Regions from separate parts of the Sus scrofa genome. Here regions 1, 2 and 3 are each linked to region 4. The links are chromatin contacts, called in public Hi-C and promoter capture Hi-C maps. All regions are on one chromosome and are shown on one strand. The core of a region is the stretch at or near the end of the contact, and the rest is flanking DNA. Distances in the headings are between cores, read along the strand shown.

Region 1 (2,688 bases), core at 151-2,650, 400 kb after region 4:
GAAGATGGGGGGGGGGGTGTAACTTTAGAGATGAAAAATGTTGAGAAGCCCAGTAGGTAAACTGTATCTATCTCTGCCACCCAGGTCCCTTGGGATTCCATCTTTTACTGTTTACAAAACTTAATTAATTCATCAGACATTGTTATACTGAGGCCGTGGCATCAAAAATATGTTTAAGGAAGACATTGCATTTTAAGAAATTATTTAAAAATTCTCCATTCTTAAGCTTTTGGAGCTAATGGAAGGTAAAACACCACTACTATCCGGGGAAGAAGTGTCTCACTGCCTTCCAGCAATGTGAGCATGAAATGTGTACTCCCCAAGGGGGAGCCGCCAACTCACTGGTGACGTGGAGTGAGGAATTACAGGAGACCACAGAGACCTCTGCCGTACCCGGCGCCCCGCCGCAGGTTTAAGAGAACCCGTTATTAGAGGGAGACACTCGGAGTTTGACAAACTGGTTCGTTCCTCAAAGCAGCATTAACTGCCCAAGAAATTCGATTAGAGACCTCCCCATACCTCCTCCTCCTGTGGCGAGCGCGATCCTGCACCCGAGAGCTGGGGCGAAGCCCAGACTCAGGACACTAGGGACAGGCCTGCCCGGACACCCTGGCCTAAAGGCCAGTCCTCGAGGGTGCAGGGTGGGGAGCGGGGTGACCTCTCCCCGCGCCCGCTCCACCTCCCGGGCTGGGGAAGCTGCCACGTCAGGCCCAGCCGCCGAGATCCTGCCCATCCTCCTCCCGCGCGTCCCATTGATCCGCCGGCTCCGCGCATCTCGAGACCCCCGTTCTAGGCGCTCGGAGAAGCGCCCAATGAAGCCGAGGGCCGGGGGCGCGCCGGCCGGACCCCCGCCCCGATCCCAACTTTTCAGATAGAACAAGGCCCCGCGCTGTCCACCTGGCGCCTCCCCCTCCCGGACGGTTCAAGTTCGGGAGCCGACCGAGAGCAGAGACTGGCCCAGCGCCGCCACACCTCGCCCGGCCCTGCGCTCCCACCCCGAGGGGCCGCAGAATCCCCCCACCCTGCGCGGCCCGGTCGCCCGCCAGGCCCGCCGAGGGGGTGTGTCGGGTCGGCGCAGGCCCGCGGGCTTGGGACAGCCGAGGTCGCCGGGTCCTCCCAGCGACCCGGCCCCGCGCCCGAGCCTCTCCAGGGCCTCGCCCGCCGCTCACCCGCGCAGGAGCGCGTCTTCCAGATCTTCAGCAGCAGGATGACGATGGCCGCCAGGTGGGACAGGTCCCCGGTCAGCCGGAAGATGTTCATGGCGACGGCGGTCGGCGCGGTGGCCCCAGGCTCGGCGGCTCAGGCAGCTGCAGCAGCCCCGAAGAGGAAGCGGCGAAAGATGGCGAGAGCGGGCGCGACGTGGCCAGGGACGTGGCCGAACTGCCGGCGCGCGCGCGCGCGGGGCAGCTTGGGAGAGCGGGCGGCCTCCAGCCCCGCCCCGGCCCCGCCCCTTAAAGGGGACGCGCCAGAGCACAGGCCTTGCGGGAGCGCATGCTCCCGGGCTCCCTCCCCAGGACCCCGATTTCTGGCCCACTTCCCCCGGCCAGGTTTCCGGCTTGCACTCGGGTACCAACGATTTCCTTTAATTTTTGAAATGACATTCTCTTGTGAGGAATTTCCCCCCACCACTGATCCTAAGAGCTCTATAGGTTTACTGCATGAAAAAGTGTAAGGGGGGGGAATTAGTGATTGCATCGCTCAAGATATGGTGGATGCTGGGAGGGTATGGCTTATGTGGGGGCCTGAAGATTTTAACATTCTGGGGATGCTCTTTGAGAAAGAGTGCAAAATTAGGTAGAAAACGAACATGTCTGTAAGGATGTGAAAATAAAGCACAAGAAATTACCGAGGGAATGAAGCTGACAAACAGGGTGAGCTGCGGAATTTGAGGGGGCCCAGTGCAAGATGACAACGTGGGTTCCCCAGGTCAAAAGCAGGAGAAAGTGCTGTTAAATGTACTAAAATATAGAACTTTCCCCTTTATTGTGCAGTCCCTCTGACTTGTTTTCTGTTTGCTATTTATTGTCATTCTAATTAAAGAAAAAAATTTAAATTATGATCATGACTTTTAGCGTTTGTCTTTATATTACACAATGTCAGTTTTTCACGCAAATATCAGAGCATTTAAGACAGTGCAGAATCGCTGAAAGTGTAATTTGTATTTCAAACCTCGTCCATAGAGAGTGCCTGGAGTGCATGGTGCATGGAAATTATTAGGACTGTTGTCACATCTTAAAAAACCTCAGTCAAGTCATTTCATATAAAAGCTGCAGGGGAGTTCCCTGGTGGACTAGCAGTTAAGGATCTGGTGTTGTCACTGCTGCGGCTCGGGTCACTGCTATGGCGCAGGTTCAATCCCTGACCTGAGAACTTCCACATGCTACAGGCGTGGCCAAAAAAATACAAATAAAAATACATAAATAAAAGCTGCACGTTTTCAGGGCATCTTTCGTTTTCTTGCACAAGGACTAACTTCATGCCTTTTGGATTGATGACACCAACTAGCTTGTTGGCACTTGTTGTATTGCATGGTTTTGTTTTTTTGTTTTTTTTTTTGTCTTTTTGCTATTTCTTGGGCCGCTCCCTTGGCTCCCTTCCCAGGCTAGGGGTCTAATCAGAGCTGTAGCCACTGGCCTACGCCTGAGCCACAGCAACGCGGGATCCAAGCCGCGTCTGCAACCTACACTA
Region 2 (2,688 bases), core at 67-2,566, 310 kb after region 4:
AATCCGACTAGGAACCACGAGGTTGTGGGTTTGATCTCTGGCCTCGCTCAGTGGGTTAAGGACCTGACGTTGCCATGAGCTGTGGTGTAGGTCGCAAACGCGGCTCAGATCTGGTGTCGTGTGGCTGTGGTGTAGGCCGGCAGCTGTAGCTTCGATTAGACCCCTAGCCTGGGAACCTCCATATTTCCCGGAAGCGGCCCTAAAAAAGACAAAAGACAAAAAAAAAAAAAAAAAAAGATACTTGGACAAACGCGTTCATCCCAGCCTTGTGTCTGAAAATAGAGACACTGGTTATATATAAAGTAAGGTATATGTGCCTAATGGAACCAAGAGGAAGCCGTGATGACAAATGTTTTAACAGGGACTCAGTAGCATTTCCCAATTTCGCCTAAGTCATGTTCATTACGTATATAAAGATGCAACTAGGAGTTCCCGTCGTGGCGCAGTGGTTAACGAATCCGACTAGGAACCATGAGGTTGCGGGTTCGGTCCCTGCCCTTGCTCAGTGGGTTAACGATCCGGCGTTGCCCTGAGCTGTGGTGTAGGTTGCAGACTCGGCTCGGATCCCGCGTTGCTGTGGCTCTGGCGTAGGCCGGCGGCTACAGCTCCGATTCGACCCCTAGCCTGAGAACCTCCATATGCCGCGGGAGTGGCCCAAGAAATAGCAAAATGACAAAAAACAAAACAAAACAAAAAGATGCAACTAGATTGAAATACGCCAAAATATTTGCACTTTAATGGTCCGCTAACAGAGCATTATGTCCAGAACTTTGGTGCAAAGCATTAAAACCTAGCAAACAGTCAACACATTACAAACAGTGAATTACAAATAATCAGAATATGCCTAAGAGGAACAAAGTTCAACACATTTTTGGCTGAATGAACATTGGTTATCTCCGAATACGGTGCCGGCGACGCTCTTCGTTACAGTTTTCAATTCCGAATTTTCTAGAAGGACCTTGCCAACATCCCCTAAGTTGGAAGTGTCACTAAAAAGGGGGGCTCCCATGCCCCTCATGCCCTCGGACGGTCTCGGGCGCGAGTCGATGTGGGGGAAGCCGAGACCCCTCCCGCGGCGGAACCCCTCCCGCGGCGGAACCCAGGCGGGGAGGGCGGGGCCCGGACCGCGTTCCAGGCGCACCAAGATGGCGGCCGGCGCGCCCCGCGTTCGGAGCCGAGCGCTCCCGAGCGTTCCCGAAGCCGACAGGAACCTCGGGAGCCGCGCGGGTGGGATCGGCCCCGCCCCGGAGTCTGGGAGCGGCGGCGCCGGGCGGGGGAGGGGAGGCCGGATGTGAGTGGAGCGGCCATTTCCTGTTTCTCTGCAGTTTTCCCCAGCTTTGGGTGGTGGCTGCTGCTGGGCTCCCGCTTCCCGTCGGCGGAGGGCGAGGCGGCGTGGACCGCGGCCCCGGCACCCCGCGCCCTGCCGCCCGCAGCCGCGCGCCCGCCCGCCCGCCGCGCCCCGAGCTCCGAGCTCCTCGCCTCAGTGCCCGGCCGCCGCCGCCGCCGCGGCCCAGCGAGCGGCCCAGATGCAGGCCATCAAGTGTGTGGTGGTGGGAGACGGGTGAGTGCGCGGGCCTGGCCGGGGCCGGGGGCCGGGGGCCGGGGGGCCGGGGGGCCGGGGGCGGGCGGGCGCCGCGGGCTCGCGCGGGGCCTGGCCGGGCCTCTCCGGGGCGGGGGTCGCGGGCCGCCCCCTCTCGGGACCCGGCGGCGCGCGCGCCTGGTTCCGGCTTTTTTTGGGTGGGGGAGGGAGGGAATCGGCGAGCGGCGGCTGGAGGGAAAACTGAACTCCACCCTCCCGCTTTCTCGCAGGCCGGCTGACCGCCCGGCCGAACCCGCCCAGCGCCTCGCCGCCACCCTCCCTCCGTGGCCCGTAGATTGGGTGGGTTTAGGGAGTTGCCTTTCTTGGTGTTTCCATGAAGCTCTCGAGCCGCAGGGAGAACCTCGGTGGGTCCCTGCGGTCCCAGGTCGGTCGTGTTGGAGGACTGTGTACACGGGCTGCTTTGGGGACCCTAGGCGGATCTGCTGGGGGGTGCCTTCCGCCTGTACTTTGCCACTTTTCTGATTTTCTTAAGTGATGCTGTTTGCTATTAAGGTGGAGAAACTTTGCAGATTTCTAGCTGCGAGGAGCTGGGTGCGATTAAGACTGTTCTTTTCTCTGAACGTGGTGTAGTCAAAAAGAAAAAAAAGAAAAGAAAAAGCTGGCTCTGCGTTCGCTCCTGCGTTGGGTATGGCATGTAGCAGAACTGGCTCCTGGGCCGAGCTGTCCTGTGACTCAAGGCATTTCTTTTCATTACAGCCTGTGGTGGTTACAGGCCCTAGAGGAAGACAAGACTTGTCTTATGCAGTTTTTTTTTTTTTCTCCTCTGGAAACAAGAATCTCAGTGTAATCCGAGCAAAATTGTGTGTCTCAGCCTTGCTCAAGTAGAGGAGCCTTCTAACAAGGAAGCTCCAAGAATTACTGCCAGTTTTCAGCAAACTCCGAATGCAACTGGTACATATTTCGAGTCTTGTCGAGTAGAAGGAAGAGTTCTGGCTTCACTATACCCCAAAGTCGTCGTTAGGACTGGTGCTGCTTTTATGCCTCTTGGTGAATGTGTGCGTTTTTTGTTTTATTTAGATCATTGCCAATAAAACGTTTGAAATTGTTCCTATAACTAATTCCGATCCATGAAGGACAGTTAGAGAACT
Region 3 (2,688 bases), core at 180-2,679, 260 kb after region 4:
TTCTTAACCCCCTGGGCCACAACAGGAACTCCCAGACAAGGCTTTGATATTTTTTGCCCGCCCTTCAGCATATAGAGTTCCCAGGCCAGGGATCAGATCTTAACCACAGTTGCAATCTACGCCACAGCTGCGGCAATGCCGGATCCTTAACCTACACTGTTGGGCCAGGGACTGAACCTGCATCCCAGTGCTCCAGAGACACTGCTGATTCCACTACACCACAGCAGGAATTTCAAAGGTTTGATTCTGTGACATAATACTTGTCATTTTCACAAGCAAAAAGTCAATTATCAGTTCTTTCCCCACGCATGCCCCTCGTGCCTCGAGCCCTACACTTCAGTTACTTAATGAGGAACCAAGCTGAAGGGCAGGGCTCTGTAGGGCAGGGGTCTGATTTCATTATCTCACTGTTCCCAGCACCTACTAGGATGCTTGGTTTACAGTAGGCGCCCAATCAGCATTTGCTGGATGTTGAATAGGTATCTTGGAAAGAAGTGACAAGAAAAAAAACAAAACAACATGAAGAATGAACAATGTTCGGCAACTGTTTAAATCACGTCTCTGCCCATTACCAGCGATGCTGTCTGGGCTGAGATGAGAACCATCATCCTGAAGACTAAGAAATATTCCAGCGGTCAGAGTCACTGCCTCTTCACGCTGCAGGGGTGGGGGGGTCCACGTATGGATCCTATTAGCTAGTGAAACGGGCTGTTGCCTGATGGCGGCTGAAATGTTCTTAGAAACTTGAACATTACTGTTAGTTTTTCTTTCAATAAAACAGCCTCACCCTGAGACATCTTAAGACAACAGTAAATGTGGGGCAAATCACGTGCATAAGGGTATGAGCTTAAAACCCTTTGTAACATTAAAGACGTACGTTTTATAAGAAACTCAGGCCAGGTTTGGGCATCTTGCAAAATATCTCTACAGAGCTTTGAATATTATGTGTCTGAATCAAGCAGGAGAGAGAGAGCCACAGCCCAGCAATTTCTCTCCCAAGAGACTCAAACGGAAACATCTCACAAAGAGGAAGCCTGGAATTTATTCAAACAAACTGCTTTAATTTTAATAAGTCATAAGTGGTACTCAGAACATTTCCAAGAAATTCAATAGCTTGTAAGCTATTTATATATACGTTATTATCACAATTTATCGTTAAAAAAAACCCCTATAGATCTTTGACCAAAATGCACCGGAAAGAGCAACCATTCGTTAACATTAGAACAACAGCAGTTCTCAGTATTTCAACGGATTCTGATGTTTGAAGAACATTTCTCGACAGGACATCAAAGAAATCTACAGTTGTGATTTCTGTTGTGAAAAATTGGCTTGTTCTTGTGGAAAATTTCCCTTTAAGAGTCTCCCAGAGGCGCTCACACACGGAACAGAGTAGGCTCCCAACAAGCTCACTGAGGCCCATGCTGGATGAGCACACACCCAGACCCTATTAAAGGGGCCTGTCAGGGCTCAGCTGCTCTGGGCAGAAGTGAACATGCTGACAAAACCACCCGTTCTTGTTGGTACGTGTGAAAATGTGGTTTCAGATGCTCCCTAAAGACAAAACCACCAAATTAATTTCTCTAACACATGGACCTTCTTGCTGCACGGCATCCACTAAAGAGTTACAATGAGTTACAATCTTATCACTCTCGCTGAGCTTAACAAACCACAATGAAGTGGACTGACGCCAGCATTTTTACGTTCTTTTTTTGCTTAAGAATTTGGATAAACAATGTAACTGGGAAAAAAAAAACACAAAAAAACACAAAAACTTCCCTGAAGCGACACACTCTAAGTGAACACGTGGCTCCCTCTAGTGGCAAAAATGGATCTCACAGGCCAACCACAGGGCTTGCTTCACACCCCACCCATTCATGCCTCTCAAATTAGGCAGCTCCTTGAAATTACCCTGAATTCCTAAAGTGACTAAATACACACAGTCGGGGCCCTCGCATCCCATCCACTGCGGCTGGACCAGTGGGAGACAAGAATGTTCTATTGAAATCTGCCCAGGAGTTCCCATTGTGGCACAGTGAAAACAATCCAACTAGGAACCACAAGGTTGAAGGTTCGATCCCTGGCCTCAATCAGTGGGTTAAGGATCCAGCATTGCCGTGAGCTGTAGTATAGGTCGCAGAGTTCAGAGCCCGCATTGCTGTGGCTGTGGTGTAGGCTGGCAGCTGTAGCTCTGATTGGACCCCAGCCTGGGAACCTCCGTATGCCACAAGTGAGGCCCTAAAAAGACCAAAAAAAAAAAAAAAAAAAAAAAGTAAATCTGCCAGAGTAATGAAGGCAACTTGACCTTCTCATCCTAATTTTGACCTCACCTGCTAACTTAACACGCAATATGCATCTGTCCTTTAAAAATAAGTGTTACCAAAAAATAAAATAAAATAAAATTACCTTCAAGATATGCCCTGTACTGATGAATAGATTTTTTTCCTTTTTAAGGAAAAACCAGGTTTCTTCAGTCCCTCCAAGAGCCACATCAAAGTGTTTAAACTAGGAAAACGTTGATTTTTCCCACTGAGAGAGAAGGCAGTTTCCGGGAGAGGCCCACCCTCTCCTCCCCACCTGGCAGGTCCCTTGGCCTAAACGATTCTCATCCTGAACCAACCAGGCCCTTCCCTCCCTTGTTCCAGATCCCTCCTCTTCTCCCAGCGGAGGCCAGACCCACCGTGGTTATGG
Region 4 (2,688 bases), core at 166-2,665:
TCCACTTTCTCTCTACTCCAACCGACACTCCATGCTACCACCTGAGCTACTTTAGAATTCACAGATCTGGTCGACTACTTTTTCTGCTTAAGATTTTACTAGCATCCCATTGTCTGCCACGTCATTTCAAATCCAGTCAGAATTACACCCCAATCTATTCTCTCTGTCTCTTTCTCTCTCTCTGGTCAATCCTGTACCCATTGCCAATTTCCCTCTATTCTGGTCAGAGTAAACACCAATCTCCTTTAGACACTACTCCTTGCCTACACAGGTGTGTCCAGACCACTCCCCTCCTCTTCCTCTGCCTGGCAAACTCCTGCTCATCCAAAAAATGTTCATCCATGTGTTAAATTAATCACTTCCAGTAAACTGTAACATGGATGTAACTGAACATCGGGGCCTCCCTGGGAGAGAAATCTTTGAGGATTTCCCACAGCATCTAACACAGAGTTGATACGCAGTAAACCCCTGTAAAATAAAGAAACATCTTTTCTCTTCATTCGACCTTGCAAAGAATCCCACTCAAGTCTGTCTTAAATGTGGAAACTGCAGATGACACCAAATAAAGTGGAAGAAGTATCTTTAAATATTTGGCCTTTTTCCGCCCAAAGGCTACAAGTACATTCCTGATATTTATTTTGAGGGGTGGAGATACAACATTTACATACAGACGGCAACTCTGGGTTCAAGAATCTGACACTGAGTGTGAAAGCGCTACCTGAAGATTCGCTAACCCGAGTGCGTGTACTTTACCAGCCAGTAATCGCATACTCAAGGAGATAGAGAAGTACTAGTTTTTTTTTAAGACTGTGCGGCCATGCAAATTAGCTTGTACCTTAAAGCCTTCCCTAAAATAACCCTCAATTTTACAAAAGAGAGAGAAAGCAAGCAACCATGTAAAAAGAAAATGAATTCCGTTCAGGGGGATTTCAAGGTCCACGGCTTCAGATCCACGGATGCGACGCAGCGCCTGCGCAGGGCCTGCCTGGGAGCCGGCCGAATCCCCGCGAACCCCGACTTCAAGGTGCACCCACAGGGCAGCGGGGCCGGCTAGCGAAGAAAAGCCCCTCCCAGGCCTCCGGGCCGCCAGCTCGCCCAGCGCCGCAGTCACTTTCCCCTCCTTTCCAGGGGTCTGGAACGCCGTGGGCCTTACACTCGGCGACGGCGAAGGGAGACTGCACGCACGGCTCACCTCGGCCCCTCGGCTCGCTCCATGGATGCAGAGCCTGACCAGGGACAGATCGCGCCGCTTCTCCTACACCGGACCGGCCGCCCGGCCGCCCACTGGCTGCTCCGGACACTGCGCCCCGCCCCCGCCACTTCCGGATAAGGCTGGGAACGCTTCCCACAGTCCCCCTCGCTGATTGGCGGTTGTCAAAGGTCGAGTCCGTGACGTCAGGAAAGCAGAGGCCAATTAGAGCACAGGAACTGAGCTTTCGCCAACGCTAGTAGCTGGGTCGGAAACGAGGTGTCTGCGGTCCGTCTAGGATTTGGACGGTTTTTCAGCGTTCGTGTCCCTCACTCGCCACCTTCCCTCCTTTGGGTCCCACGATGCCGATGTACCAGGTAAAGCCCTACCACGAGGGCAGTGCATCTCTCCGTGTAGAACTTCCCACCTGCATGTACCGGCTGCCCAACGTGCACTGCAGGACCGACAACCCAGCGCCAGCCACCGGCCACGTGCAGGTAGGAGCCGGCGGGCCTTGCCCCTCCCCCACCACCAACCCAGTGCGCAGGCGTCCGGGCTGCTCTCCATCCCTTGCCTGTTCAGCGCGCAGGCGCTCTGACTCTGCCGCGGCCCCACCCCGCCGCCCTCTTGCTTAGTTCGCAGGCGCCGCTGCCCTGGCGGGCTCAATTGGGGGACTGCGGGCTGGAGCCCCTCTAGGACCCCGCGGTGGGACGCAGCTGTCCAGAACTCGCCGAGGGGGCCGGGCCCTATCGCCCTTCCCACCCCAGCCTCACGCGCCCGTCGGTCTCGGAGTGGCTGTAATTTAATTCTCTCTTAAAAGATCCATCTTTTTTTTTTTTATTGTAACTAAACTTTTTTAGTAGGAAATTTTACTTACAGAAAAGCGAGTAGCCCGCAAATGCTTATTTTGAGGAATTATAAAGCTAATCCAAGGGTCACCACTCAGAATAACACGTTGTCAGCGCCCCCTCCTAAAACTACCCCCCAAGTTCCCTCCTTGCATGGTCAGTATGTCCTGCTTTTCTCTCTTATTTCATCATCTAAGAATCCATTCCTAAACTGTAGTGTTGGTGTAAGTGGAAGCGTGAAGTTTGTGCCCTGCAGTGTCTGGCTGCCTCTTCTGGACATTATTTTAAGAATCGCTTTGCTGCATGAAAAAAAAAAAAAAACCCGAAGCGTTCGCCCTCTGCGGTCGGCTGCTCCTTCGCATGGCTGTGCCCCAAGGTTATAGCTCCCAGGCCACTGCTCACGGGCGTTGGCTGGTTTTCCATTTCGGGCTCTATGAATAATTCTGCAGTGAATATTCTTGTACTTGAGGAGATGTAAGGTAAATTCTAAGCGATGGCATTGCTGGCTCAGTGGGCTGGTCTATCTTCAACTGGACTAAATTGCTTTCCAAAGCAGTCCTACTGGTTTGTGCTGTCACCTGCAGTGCATGCGAATTTCTCATGGTGGCAGCCCTCCACAAAGCTGGTCGGTGTACGGGGCATCCTAATGTC

The links. Promoter capture Hi-C pulls out the DNA fragments that hold promoters and counts their contacts. A called contact is a pair of places that touch in the nucleus more often than the background predicts.
Region 1: a promoter capture Hi-C map of fetal liver shows a contact between it and region 4, with 2.0 times the contacts expected there. A contact is called at or near these places in 1 of 5 promoter capture datasets (fetal liver) and 1 of 2 datasets of targeted methods (alveolar macrophages).
Region 2: a contact with region 4 is called in a Hi-C map of liver, with 5 times the contacts expected there. A contact is called at or near these places in 2 of 5 promoter capture datasets (fetal liver and liver), 1 of 47 Hi-C or Micro-C datasets (liver) and 1 of 2 datasets of targeted methods (alveolar macrophages).
Region 3: a contact with region 4 is called in a Hi-C map of mesenteric adipose tissue, with 3 times the contacts expected there. A contact is called at or near these places in 11 of 47 Hi-C or Micro-C datasets (embryonic fibroblasts, fetal skeletal muscle, heart right ventricle and 6 more) and 2 of 2 datasets of targeted methods (alveolar macrophages and skeletal muscle).

The regions. Positions count from the first base shown.
Region 1 is chr3:4,715,363-4,718,050 of Sscrofa11.1, reverse strand. KDELR2 (ER lumen protein-retaining receptor 2) reads right to left here and starts at 1,400. Exons shown (of 5, transcript XM_021086076.1): 1 at 1,170-1,400. The coding sequence starts at 1,260.
Region 2 is chr3:4,802,138-4,804,825 of Sscrofa11.1, reverse strand. RAC1 (ras-related C3 botulinum toxin substrate 3 (rho family, small GTP binding protein Rac3)) reads left to right here and starts at 1,316. Exons shown (of 6, transcript NM_001243585.1): 1 at 1,316-1,561. The coding sequence starts at 1,527.
Region 3 is chr3:4,852,807-4,855,494 of Sscrofa11.1, reverse strand. No RefSeq gene overlaps it. Among named protein-coding and RNA genes, the nearest start is that of CYTH3, 46 kb to the left of the region's middle.
Region 4 is chr3:5,116,646-5,119,333 of Sscrofa11.1, reverse strand. AIMP2 (aminoacyl tRNA synthetase complex interacting multifunctional protein 2) reads left to right here and starts at 1,415. Exons shown (of 4, transcript NM_001244557.1): 1 at 1,415-1,686. The coding sequence starts at 1,552. It overlaps PMS2 (mismatch repair endonuclease PMS2), which reads right to left and starts at 1,332. Exons shown (of 14, transcript XM_021086081.1): 1 at 1,193-1,332.